Regions from separate parts of the Neogale vison genome. Here region 1 is linked to region 2. Evidence: chromatin contacts called from public Hi-C data. All regions are on one chromosome and are shown on one strand. Each heading gives the region's core, a stretch centred on a gene start, on an enhancer-like site or on the middle of the called end of the contact. The rest is flanking DNA. Distances are from core to core; before and after follow the strand shown. Region 1 holds the start of TIMM22 (mitochondrial import inner membrane translocase subunit Tim22). Region 2 holds the start of MRM3 (rRNA methyltransferase 3, mitochondrial).

What was found. A called contact is a pair of places that touch in the nucleus more often than the background predicts.
Region 1: a contact with region 2 is called in a Hi-C map of muscle, with 5 times the contacts expected there. The contact joins the promoter of TIMM22 here to the promoter of MRM3 in region 2. A contact is called at or near these places in 2 of 3 Hi-C or Micro-C datasets (fibroblasts and muscle).

Annotation. Positions count from the first base shown.
Region 1 is chr5:26,679,906-26,685,063 of ASM_NN_V1, forward strand. TIMM22 (mitochondrial import inner membrane translocase subunit Tim22) reads left to right here and starts at 3,158. Exons shown (of 5, transcript XM_044248216.1): 1 at 3,158-3,677. The coding sequence starts at 3,440.
Region 2 is chr5:26,498,544-26,503,933 of ASM_NN_V1, forward strand. MRM3 (rRNA methyltransferase 3, mitochondrial) reads left to right here and starts at 2,647. Exons shown (of 4, transcript XM_044248207.1): 1 at 2,647-2,685; 2 at 3,226-3,470. The coding sequence starts at 2,660. GLOD4 (glyoxalase domain-containing protein 4) reads right to left here and starts at 2,597. Exons shown (of 9, transcript XM_044248209.1): 1 at 2,446-2,597; 2 at 588-637. The coding sequence starts at 2,535.

The sequences.
Region 1 (5,158 bases), core at 1,908-4,407, 180 kb after region 2:
AAATGAGTCAGAGTAACACACCCAAATGAGGGATTCATTGCCTCCGAACAGCTGGGCACATCGTGGCCCGGTCAAACGGACCCATAAAATTAACCATTACATACACAATATGGAATGCCTCTAAGATGTAGCATGAGAGAAAGTCAGGGACAGAATAGGTAGGACATACTAAGCTATCATTGTAAATTTTTTAAAATATTATTTATTTATTTATTTGACAAAGAGAGAGCACAAGTAGGCAGGGCAGCAGACAGAGGGAGAGGGAGAAGTCCCATGCGGGGCTCAATCCCCAGACCCTGCAATCATGAACTGAGCCAAAGACAGCTGCTTAACTGACTGAGCCACCCAGGTCACCACTTGTAAATTTTTTTTTAAAGATTTTATTTATTTATTTGACAGACAGAGATCACAAGTAGGCAGAGAGGCAGGCAGAGAGAGAGGAGGAAGCAGGCTCCGTGCTGAGCAGAGAGCCCAATGCAGGGCTCCATCCCAGGACCCCAGGATCATGACGAGCCAAAGGCAGAGGCTTTAACCCACTGAGCCACCCAGGCGCCCCCCCCACTTGTAAATTTTTAAGTGGAGAAAAATACATATATGCACACACAAAGATGTTTAAGACGGATGAACTATATCTGGAAAGACATTTAAGAAGTAGTAACAGGTTGCTTGGGGAAGGAAATTGAGGGGCTCAAAATATATATGAGAAAAATATGGAAGGGATGTTTTAATCCAAAAAAAAAATACCTTTTGAATTTTCAAATGAGAACTTTTTCAAAAGATAAGATACACTAAGTGGAGAAGAAAAAATATTAAAATTACATCAGAGCGGGGCGCCTGGGTGGCTCAGTGGGTTAAAGCCTCTGCCTTCGGCTCAGGTCATGATCCCACGGTTCTGGGATCGAGCCCCACATTGGGCTCTCTGCTCAGCAGGGAACCTGCTTCCTCCTCTCTCTCTGCCTGCTTCTCTGCCTGCTTGTGATCTCCGTCTGTCAAATAAATAAATAAAATTTAAAAAAAAAGTACATCAGAGCATCTCTGAACAAAAGAGAAAAAAGGTCTCATACAAAAAAATTGAAATGCCATTATTTAAAAAAAAAACTGTTAGTACAAAATGAACATTTTGATTATAAGTCTTCCAAGTCCACTTAGTTAAAAAAATAACTGATTCAACAAATGTTGTTTTTTTTTTAAAGATTATTTATTTATTTGACAGAGAGAGATCACAAGTAGGCTGAGGCAGGAAGAGGGAGAGGGGGAAGCAGGCTCCCTGCTGAGCAGAGAGCCTGATGTGGGGCTTGATCCCAGGACCCTGAGATCATGACCTGAGCCGAAGGCAGAGGCTTAGCCACCTGAGCCACTCAGGTGCCCTGAATCTAGTACTAATTAATTATCTTTAACTGTCCCTTGTTCTCCCTGACCCACTGTGATGCTCCCCCCGTAGCCTTGGGGCCGGGACAGACAACCTGGGGTGAGAAACCAAACTGTACCATCAGTCTGTTGGACTCCAGGGCTGGAGAGAGTCCCTAGACTACTGGCAAAGTTCAGTCCACGGAAACAGACATGGGAAACCACTTCTCACTTTCAGAACATGCTTGAAGAGGTTCAAGTTTTCCATCAGGTGAAACCCATTCCACTTAGGGCAGGAACTGGTGGATGGAGAGAGATACCAGACCAGTGTCTGTAACTGTTCTCTCCCCATCTACGATCCAGGCCAAGGATTCAAGGATGTTCCATAAAAGGCTCCCTCCTTCATGGACCTTGGCCATGTGGAATTTCTTCTTGTGCTGACCTGGATCTCATCTGAACTCTAATGCAGAACCTTCCTTTGAGGATTGATTATTGCCTCTAAATAGTTCCATGTGTTAATTATTCAGACCAATCCTTGCTTTCCAAGGCCACCCTACCTGGGACTTGTCGGGGGTGGGGGCAGGTCCTACTTTCTCTCAGATCCAACTGGGGCTCTTAAGACCTCGGCATAAATCAGAGCCCTGGGTCCCTCATTCGTCTGAAAGGAAAGGAAGGGTGGGTGGGAGGGCGTGTTGAGTTAGAGGTGCTTATGGGAAACGTCTGGTTCTTGTGTTTATGAGAAAGGTTTGAGCTGGAGAGAGAGATTTCAGATCGTTACTGCATTGGAGATGGAGTAGAAGCCACGAGGATGAGTTGCTCAGGTAGAATGAGCTGCCTGAGAAGAGAGTAAAGGATGAAGCCCTGAGAGGACCAACAAGAAAAAGCCAGGCAGAGGTGCCTGCAAAGGAGACAGGGTACCTAACTGTGGCAAGAGTAGGAGACACTCCACCAAAAATATGAAGAAACTTTAGACAAGGAGGAAGGAGTCAACAGTGTCAAACGCAGTGGAGAAGTCTAGTAAAATGAGGTCTGAATTAGATTCAGCAACTGGGAAGTCCCAGGGACCTTGGCACCAGCTCATTCAGGGGCTTGGTGCGAACAGTGCTGGCAGGCACAGAGAATTCGGTACTGGCTAGGCTCACCACCTGTTTCCATTTATGTTGTTTTTTAGCTAAAACACCCAAATACATTGCTAGTCTGGAGCAATGCAAAAGCCTGGGATCTCCTTTAAAAACTATGCAGATGTCTCTCTGGGTTCATACAGAGTACTGTCTTACAGTTTACCTTTAGGTTCTGAGTCTGCAAGCTCGTGAACACTTGCATTTCACATAACATAAACGTGGCTTTCCAGGGCAATGCTAGTCCCACATCACCAGTCCCTCTGACTGCAAAGAGTCTGGAGTACCAGCCCCAGCCCTTGCGCTCTCCATCCGGCCATACGGCTCCACCTCCTACACCGTCCCCGCCTTTTCCTACACTTGGCTAGCTTCGCTCGTTTGCTCACTCATTTGTTGGGCCCCTTGTCTCTCCTCAAAGATGTAATTGTCAAACAAAACATACACCGCGTACATCTAACCATGCTTTCACGTTTACTTACAAAGCACCGTCCACCACTAACCTCTGTAAGGAATGCTTAAGCTGGAAGGGCCGCGGGGAGGCGCGTGCGCCCCCTGCCGTAGCCCCAGAGCGCTGCAGCCCCGCGGACGCGCTCCCGCTCCCCGCCGCCTCCCGCCTTTGGGCGCCCGGGAGGAGGCAGCAAGGGCAGTGCCCGCGCAAAGCCTCCTGGGAAAGGGCTGGCCTGCCAATCCCTATACTCACCGCGCCGCATCCCCGGAGAAGACGGCGCTTTCTGGGGACTCTACATCTTGATGCTACCCAAGCCTGATTCAGTATTCACAAGAGGCTTTGAGGGAACGTGAGACCTCTTTCGCCGGATGCCTGAGCGGACTTTGCTCCCGCAGTTTCTTTGACTTGCTCGTTGTGGCGAATCTGCCGTTGCGGCACAGTGGCTAGGCGCGCAGAGCCCTAACGTGAGGCTTGCGGAATCTGCTGGGGGAAGAAGAACGCGAGGGTTTCTACGGCCGCTGCAATCATGGCGGCAGCTGCGCCCAGCGCCGGGGGCTCCGCGCCTGAGGCGCCGGGTTCCGCCGAAGCCCCGCTGCAGTACAGCCTTCTTCTGCAATACCTAGTGGGCGACAAGCGTCAGCCCCGGGTCCTGGAGCCCAGTAGCCTGGGCGGGATCCCGAGCCCGATCAAGAGTGAGGAACAGAAAATGATCGAGAAGGCGATGGAAAGCTGTGCCTTCAAGGCAGCGCTGGCCTGCGTGGGAGGTGAGGCAAGACTGGGGGTGGGGGGCGTTGGGAGGCTGAGGGCTTGGACGGCAGCGAGGAGCCTGTGGACCTCGATCTCGACTGCACCCCTGCCTCGATGCGTGAACTCGAGTAACCCTTCTCTAGGCCCTGAGGTTAATTTCCGCCTCTGGAAATTGGATCAGAAAGTCGGTACTGTATGGGTCGGGGCCTGGAGGTTGGTTATAAAATGGTCGACTTCATTCATTCATTGATTCACTTTTAAATAAGCATTCTTTTATTTTTTTTATTTATTTTTTATTTTTTTAAATAAGCATTCTTTTAAACAAATTGTTACAAGTAACCATCACGTGCTCGGTGGCGAGGCAGGGTAAGAGACCAGAGCCTGGTTCTCATGAAGATAAAATTTTAATATATACAGAAGCAGGAGTGTTGAGAAGGAGCCTGGCAGGAAGGTGGGACACAGGGGACAGCAGATGCAAACGTCTGACGGGAACTGGCTTCAGGTTTGAAAAACAAATGTCAGTGTGGCCAGTATGATCAGATGGTGGTGAACATAGGGGGTTAAGTCTGGAGCACCCCCTGCTCCCCCTTTTTAAACCTTTGAAGGTTTAAATGTTTGAATGTAGGGTGTCCGTCTTGTAAAGAGGTTGGCCACATTTGCAGATGAATTGAAATCTTAATATGAATGAAAGACCATCAAGAAACAAATAATATGGTGAGTGCAGATGTGTAGTAGAAAGGAAAGGGGATTTTTTGGTTTGGGGAAGGCTACAGGAGGTGAGACTGCCCCTGTATCTTGAAGGATTGAGAGAATGGGGGTAGCCCTTTAAAATTGGGGGTGGAGTTGGGGATTTGGGCTTTTTGCCTTTAGGCATTAGGGCAGTAATTGGTGCACGTGATGATCCAGCATGGAGTGTAGTGAGGGAAAGAAAAGTCTGTGGATAGGGAGATGGTATAGGGAATTGGCTAAACTGAACCTCGGTGAGGCCTGGGCTGGGTCTTTGTTCATCATTATGCCTGACACTAATAAGTCGCTTAGATATTTGTTGAAATGATGAATAAGTATTTGTAATGCTCCAGAGTGGAAGCGGTAAAGGTCCTAGACTAGGATACTTGTGAACATAGGTTTGTAGGAGGGGAGCAAATCAGCTGTCAGAAATGCCCTTGAAGTTTGGAGCAGGAGTGACTGAAAAGAAGGAGCCATAAGTAAGAAAGTCTGGAGGGAAGGTGCCATGATTTCATTAAACATATATTGACCTTGAGGTGATGAGAGGACATGTAAATGGAAATGTCCAGCAGGCTCAGGAAGTTGGGGACAGCAGTGTGTGGTTTGCCTTTTGGTAGCTTTGTGAACTTATGGAAGTTACTTAACCTCCCTGAGCCTCAGCCGCTTCAGCTACAGAATGGAGACATTAATAGTATCAACAGTATAGGACTATAGTGAAAAATAAAAGAAGCTGTGCCTGTAAAGCATCAGTAACTGGCGCATGGTACTGCTC
Region 2 (5,390 bases), core at 1,397-3,896:
ATTGCTTCATTTAGGGCCACTGGGTGGCTCAATCAGTTAAGCATCTGCCTTCAGCTCAGGTCGTGATCCCAGGGTCCTGGGATCAAGGCCCATGCTGGGCTCCCTGCTCAGGGGAAGTCTGCTTCTCCCTGTCCCTGCTGCTCCCCTTGCTTGTACTCTCTCTCTCCCTCTGTCACATAAATAAATAAAATCTAAAAAAAAAAAAAAATACAATGATTCATTTAGAGGATACACTTACTTGTGTGTGTGTGGTTTTTTTTAAGATTTTATTTATTTATTTGACAGAGAGAAATCAGAAATCACAAGTAGGTGGAGAGGCAGGCAGAGAGAGAGAGAGGGAAGCAGGCTCTGCAGAGAGCGCGACGCGGGACTCGATCCCAGGACCCTGAGATCATGACCTGAGCCGAAGGCAGCGGCTTAACCCACTGAGCCACCCAGGCGCCCTACTTGTGTTTTTTAGAGCTGCCACCTTAATTTATTGATTTCTGAATTTATTCTACTGCCTTAAACTCACTTCAAACAACTTTCTTCTGTTCTCCAAGGGTATTCAGAGCCTAAAGGAGATTTTAAGAAACAAGGTGTCATACCCATTACAGGCAGCTTTGCAGCCCTCTTCAAATTCCTCATGCCGCAGAATCTGATAAGGAAATTAGAATACCAAGAGTCAGGTAAACAACATTGTGAAATCTACCTAGATTTGGAAGCAGCGCTGTGAAGTTAAAACCGTCACCACCACCCAGAAAACAAAAGGATGGCCTCCAGCATTAGAGAATTCTGATTTGGAATCCTGGCTGTCACTCAATAGTTGTCTGAGATTGAGAACGTTGCCTGAGAATGTTGCTTAGGGCCTGAGTCTCCCCGTGTGTTGTGAGAATAGATAACTTATTACACCACTGGACACAGAACCCCACACACAGTAGCCTCTCAATGTCTTAAGTTTCTATTCTCCTTTTTGATTCCCACAGCTACGGCTCCAGTTCAAGCTCCTATCAATTCTCTCCTAGACTATTAAAAATCACCTTTACTGATCTTTCCTTAATACCACCATAAAATTATGTCCCTCATGCACAGCTCTGATCACAACATTACCCTGTTCTAAAATGTAAGAAAGCTCCCTACTTACTATGCCATAAAATCCAAATACCTCAGTATTCAAGATACTATCAGAAGTAGTCCCAACCTATTTGTCCTGATATCCCATCTCAACTTCAACTAAGAAATCTAAGCTGAAGGCACAGAAAACTAGTGGTGTTTCCCAAACATACCTTATCTTTGCATGGGTTCTTTCAGTTTTTCCAGTATACTCCTTCCTCTAATCTTTGTAGAAATCCTGCCTATTTTTATAGATCAACTCACATGCAAGAAGTCCATGAATTATTTCCTGATGACGAAGCTGAAGTTAAATCTTTCCTGTAGTATTTTTTAATACTAGGAGCTACTACTTATATAATACATATGATGTATCAGATATTCAGTGTTTAATCTTCACAACAACCCTTTAATCAATGAGGAAACATATTAAGGGAGAGTTCTGTGGTTTTTCATCACTTACAAGGTTTTCACTTCCATTACTATTAGTTATGTACAAACCAAACTGTCATCTCCACCCCTATCCTAAGCCAGAAGCTTCAGTTGAGGACAGACACTAAGGTCATTTTCATCTTTGCCACCAAAGCTGTCACCAACACAGGACCACGAAGGACAGACGATAGGTTTTAAGTGACTGATGAGTTCAGGTAACTCCCTTGCCCTCTACATCTTCTGCACTCTCTACATTAAATTGCACTCTTGCACCTCTAAAGCCCTGGTTTATCGGGAGCTCCCCAAGAGCTTCCACCTGCATTTGCCACCCAGGTGATCCCTGCATTGAATCGCTGCTGATCAGGGCTGGAGAGGCCGCTTCCGGGTGTTGGAGACAATGGATTCTGACTTCACACTTAGATCTGGACTGTTGAGAGGAGGGCCGGAGCATTCACCTGGAGACCGAATACTCGTAAGAGACCATTCAAAGCAGGCCTGAGAAGAGCAGAGCTCTAAACAGGCAGATTATCTTAGCCGAAAGGCTTCAAACCGGAAGAGATTGAGTTATTGTTCATTGGGAGAGTATTATATTACTTTCTGTTTACTGTCTTTCCCACTAGACTGGAAAGTCCACGAGGGCAGAGCCTCATTTGTGAATGAACTCAAATGAAACAAACGTGTGTGGGAACACAGTCGGCGACTAATAAAGACCCCTTCCAAGATCACCAACCCAACCAGCAACATACAACGCTTCCTGAAGGTGAAAACCCGACAGGGCTAATGGGGAGACCAGGGCTAAGGTCGGACACCTGGGCGCCACCGGAGATTCAAGACACACCCAATTGTCCCTTTCTTGGGCCAGTGGGGCGCAGCGGCCCCGGCCACCCACCCTCGCGCCCCAGCCCCTCTCGGCCCCGTCTGCACCTTCATCCCCAGGACATCGCGAAAGAAACGCGCGGTCTGGAAGCGGTTTCCCACTTTGAAGACGAAGTGCAAAGCTCGACGAGTAGCCATTGCCACCAGCGCCACACATCCGGCAGAACTAGATGCCTGCCAGCCCGCAGATGCGCAAACGGGTCGTGACGTCACTGGCCGCCGCCGGCGCGCTTCCGTGACGCAATCCACGGCGCGGGGGAAGATGGCGGCCCTGGTAAAGGGCTGGAGGTGGGCCACGCGACCGCTGCTGTGGGTGGTCCAAACCTGGGACCTCGACGGGCGGCGGTGGGTCCGGGCGCTGCGGCGGAGCCCGGTGAGGGTGGTGTTTCCATCCGGACAGGTCGTGGAACGGAAGCCCGGTCCTGGGAAGCAGCCCCAGAGGGCTGCGGCTGAGGCCAGTCCCTACGAGCAGCGACCAAATCAGCCGCTTCAGGTGTCCCGATCCCAGACGCCCTGCACCTGGGAAGAGTCGGGGCTTCGCTATGATAAGGCTTTACCCGGGGACAGAAGGCTGAGGTGATGTGTTCCTGAGACTTCTTTTGTATTCTCCTTTCTCTTCCCACCTGCCAGCGGGAACTTAACGTTTTTCCTCCCGTTGGAGGACTTCTCCCGGTATAACCCTCTGGTTTTTATTATGCTTGGAGGGCAGAATAAGTATTTTCTTTGGAATTCGTTTATATCTCTGAAGCTCTTTATGTCTCTTAGAACTAGGTGTGTCTCCGTAACAAGGATGTTGGTTATAACCTGTCTTTTTGTTTCCACCCACAGCAGTGTAATGACAATAGTTAAGTCCAGGCCATTTCGGGAAAAGCAAGGAAAGATTCTGCTGGAAGGCCGCAGGCTGATTGCAGATGCTCTCAAGGCTGGTGCTGTGCCCAAAGTTTTCTTCTTTAGCCGTCTGGAATACATAAAGGAGCTACCCATTGATAAGCTGAAAGGTGTCAGCCTCATTAAGGTGAAATTTGAGGATATCAAGGATTGGTCCGACCTAGTAACACCACAAGGAATAATGGGTCAGTGGTTATACTATGTGTCACTAGAAGTAGAGATCTGGGATTACTTATTCATAATTGACTTAGGGCAACACATTTTATTTGAACCAAATTCAAAATGTTTTCTTAAGACACCCAGAAGAAGGGGCACCTGGGTGGCTCAGATGGTTAAGTCTGCCTGCAGCTCAGGTCATGATCTCCAGGTCCTGGGATCCAGCCCCGCATCAGACTCCCAGCTCAGCGAGGAATCTGCTTCTCCCTCTCCCATTCCCCCTGCTCTCTCTCTCAAACGAGTGAATAAAATCTTTAAAAAAAAAAAAGACACCCACCAAAAATACAGTTCTGAAATCTGTGGATCTTACAGTATTTTCAGTGGAAACTGCAGTCAGTTTTTCTGTCAATTGTATTAATGGTTGTTTACAGTCTCTAGGAATAACCGCTGTTCCTTAAACATTATATTTTTTTAGGTAATTTCTTCAACCTTTAATGTCCAACTAAAATATATAAGAAAATGTTTACAAAAATATTTAGCCCTCCATTTGCACAAGACTTCTGCCAGTGTGGTGATACCTCTCCGGCGCTGACCCCGTTATTCTAGAAGCTTACTTACCAAGGAGTAAGCTGCAAGTTATTACTCTGCTTGGCCCATTGAACAGGAAACCGTGTCTTTATTTGGTTGACTCTAACAAGATTCTAATAGACTGTGGGGTCTATTAGCACTTGGAAGATATTTTTTCTAAATATGGAAAAACTAAATTCTTTTTTTTTAAGATTTTATTTATTTATTTGACAGAGATCACAAGTAGGCAGAGAGGCAGGCAGAGAGCCTGATGTAGGGCTTGACCCTAGGACCCTGGGATCATGACCTGAGCCAAAGGCAGAGGCTTTAACCCTCTGAGCCACCCAGGCACCCCAAAACTGAATTCTTTATATCTTTTTGACATTGGAATTATACCTTAGATCTGATAATTGAATGGCAGTAAGTGGAAAATTTTCTCTTGGATTGTAAGGGGCATTTGGGGCAGGGTCTCTCATATCATTGTGCATGTGTTTCCTTGTGGTAAAGTTCAGTGATTAGTTGGGAGAGGATATTCTGGGGACCATCTCTTGTTCTGTAATCTAGCAAGTCATAAGGATCTGTGACTCTGCGCTTAGAACTCTCTCCCAGGGTGGGGATTTGGGACTGCTAGAGTCCTTCACTTACTCTAAGTGTTTGTGCTCTCGTTAGCTACACTTCTAATTCCTTACTTTATGCTACAGTGCAGGTATCACTCATTTTCACTATGCTTGCCACTTTGGGCCTGTGTGCTTACAGTGGCCAGCCCACCCAGGACTTCTGTAACCCTCCTTGTCATGACTGCTTTCATCATTTCATGACTCTGAAAAATAAATATTATTTAGCTTATTCTTATGTATTATTTATATGGGGGGGGTCGGGCAAAGGGAGAAAGAGGTAAGACCGCCTGTCAGACTTCCAGCACCTCTCTAAAATCCAGTGATAGAAGCAGGGCCTCTGGTAGAGAGCTCTTATCACTACAGCTGATCAGGTAGAAGTTAAAGAACTCCTGAGGCCCCTGCCCCACTGAATGGCAGGCGAGAATTCTACCACTGAACCACCAATGCTGCCCCACTGAATGGTCTTAAAGCTGTCTGTGGCTCCTAAGGGCAGGACCTTTAGACAGGTGCCTAATATCATCCTGGTGCTTTCATTGATGGCTTAGGTGTAGGTATTTATGTGTTCTTGGTGTAAAGAGATTGGACTGGCCTGTGGGGGGGGGGGCGGGAGGCGGGGGGGCAGCAGTTTAGGAGCCTCTGATAACATGAGGATCCCACACACAGCATATATTGATTGTGTTTGCAAGAGTTTTTCATAGGAAATGTTAGGACATGTGCATAGAGATACAGGGATGTTCGCTGCAGGGTTGTTTATAATAGGGGAAA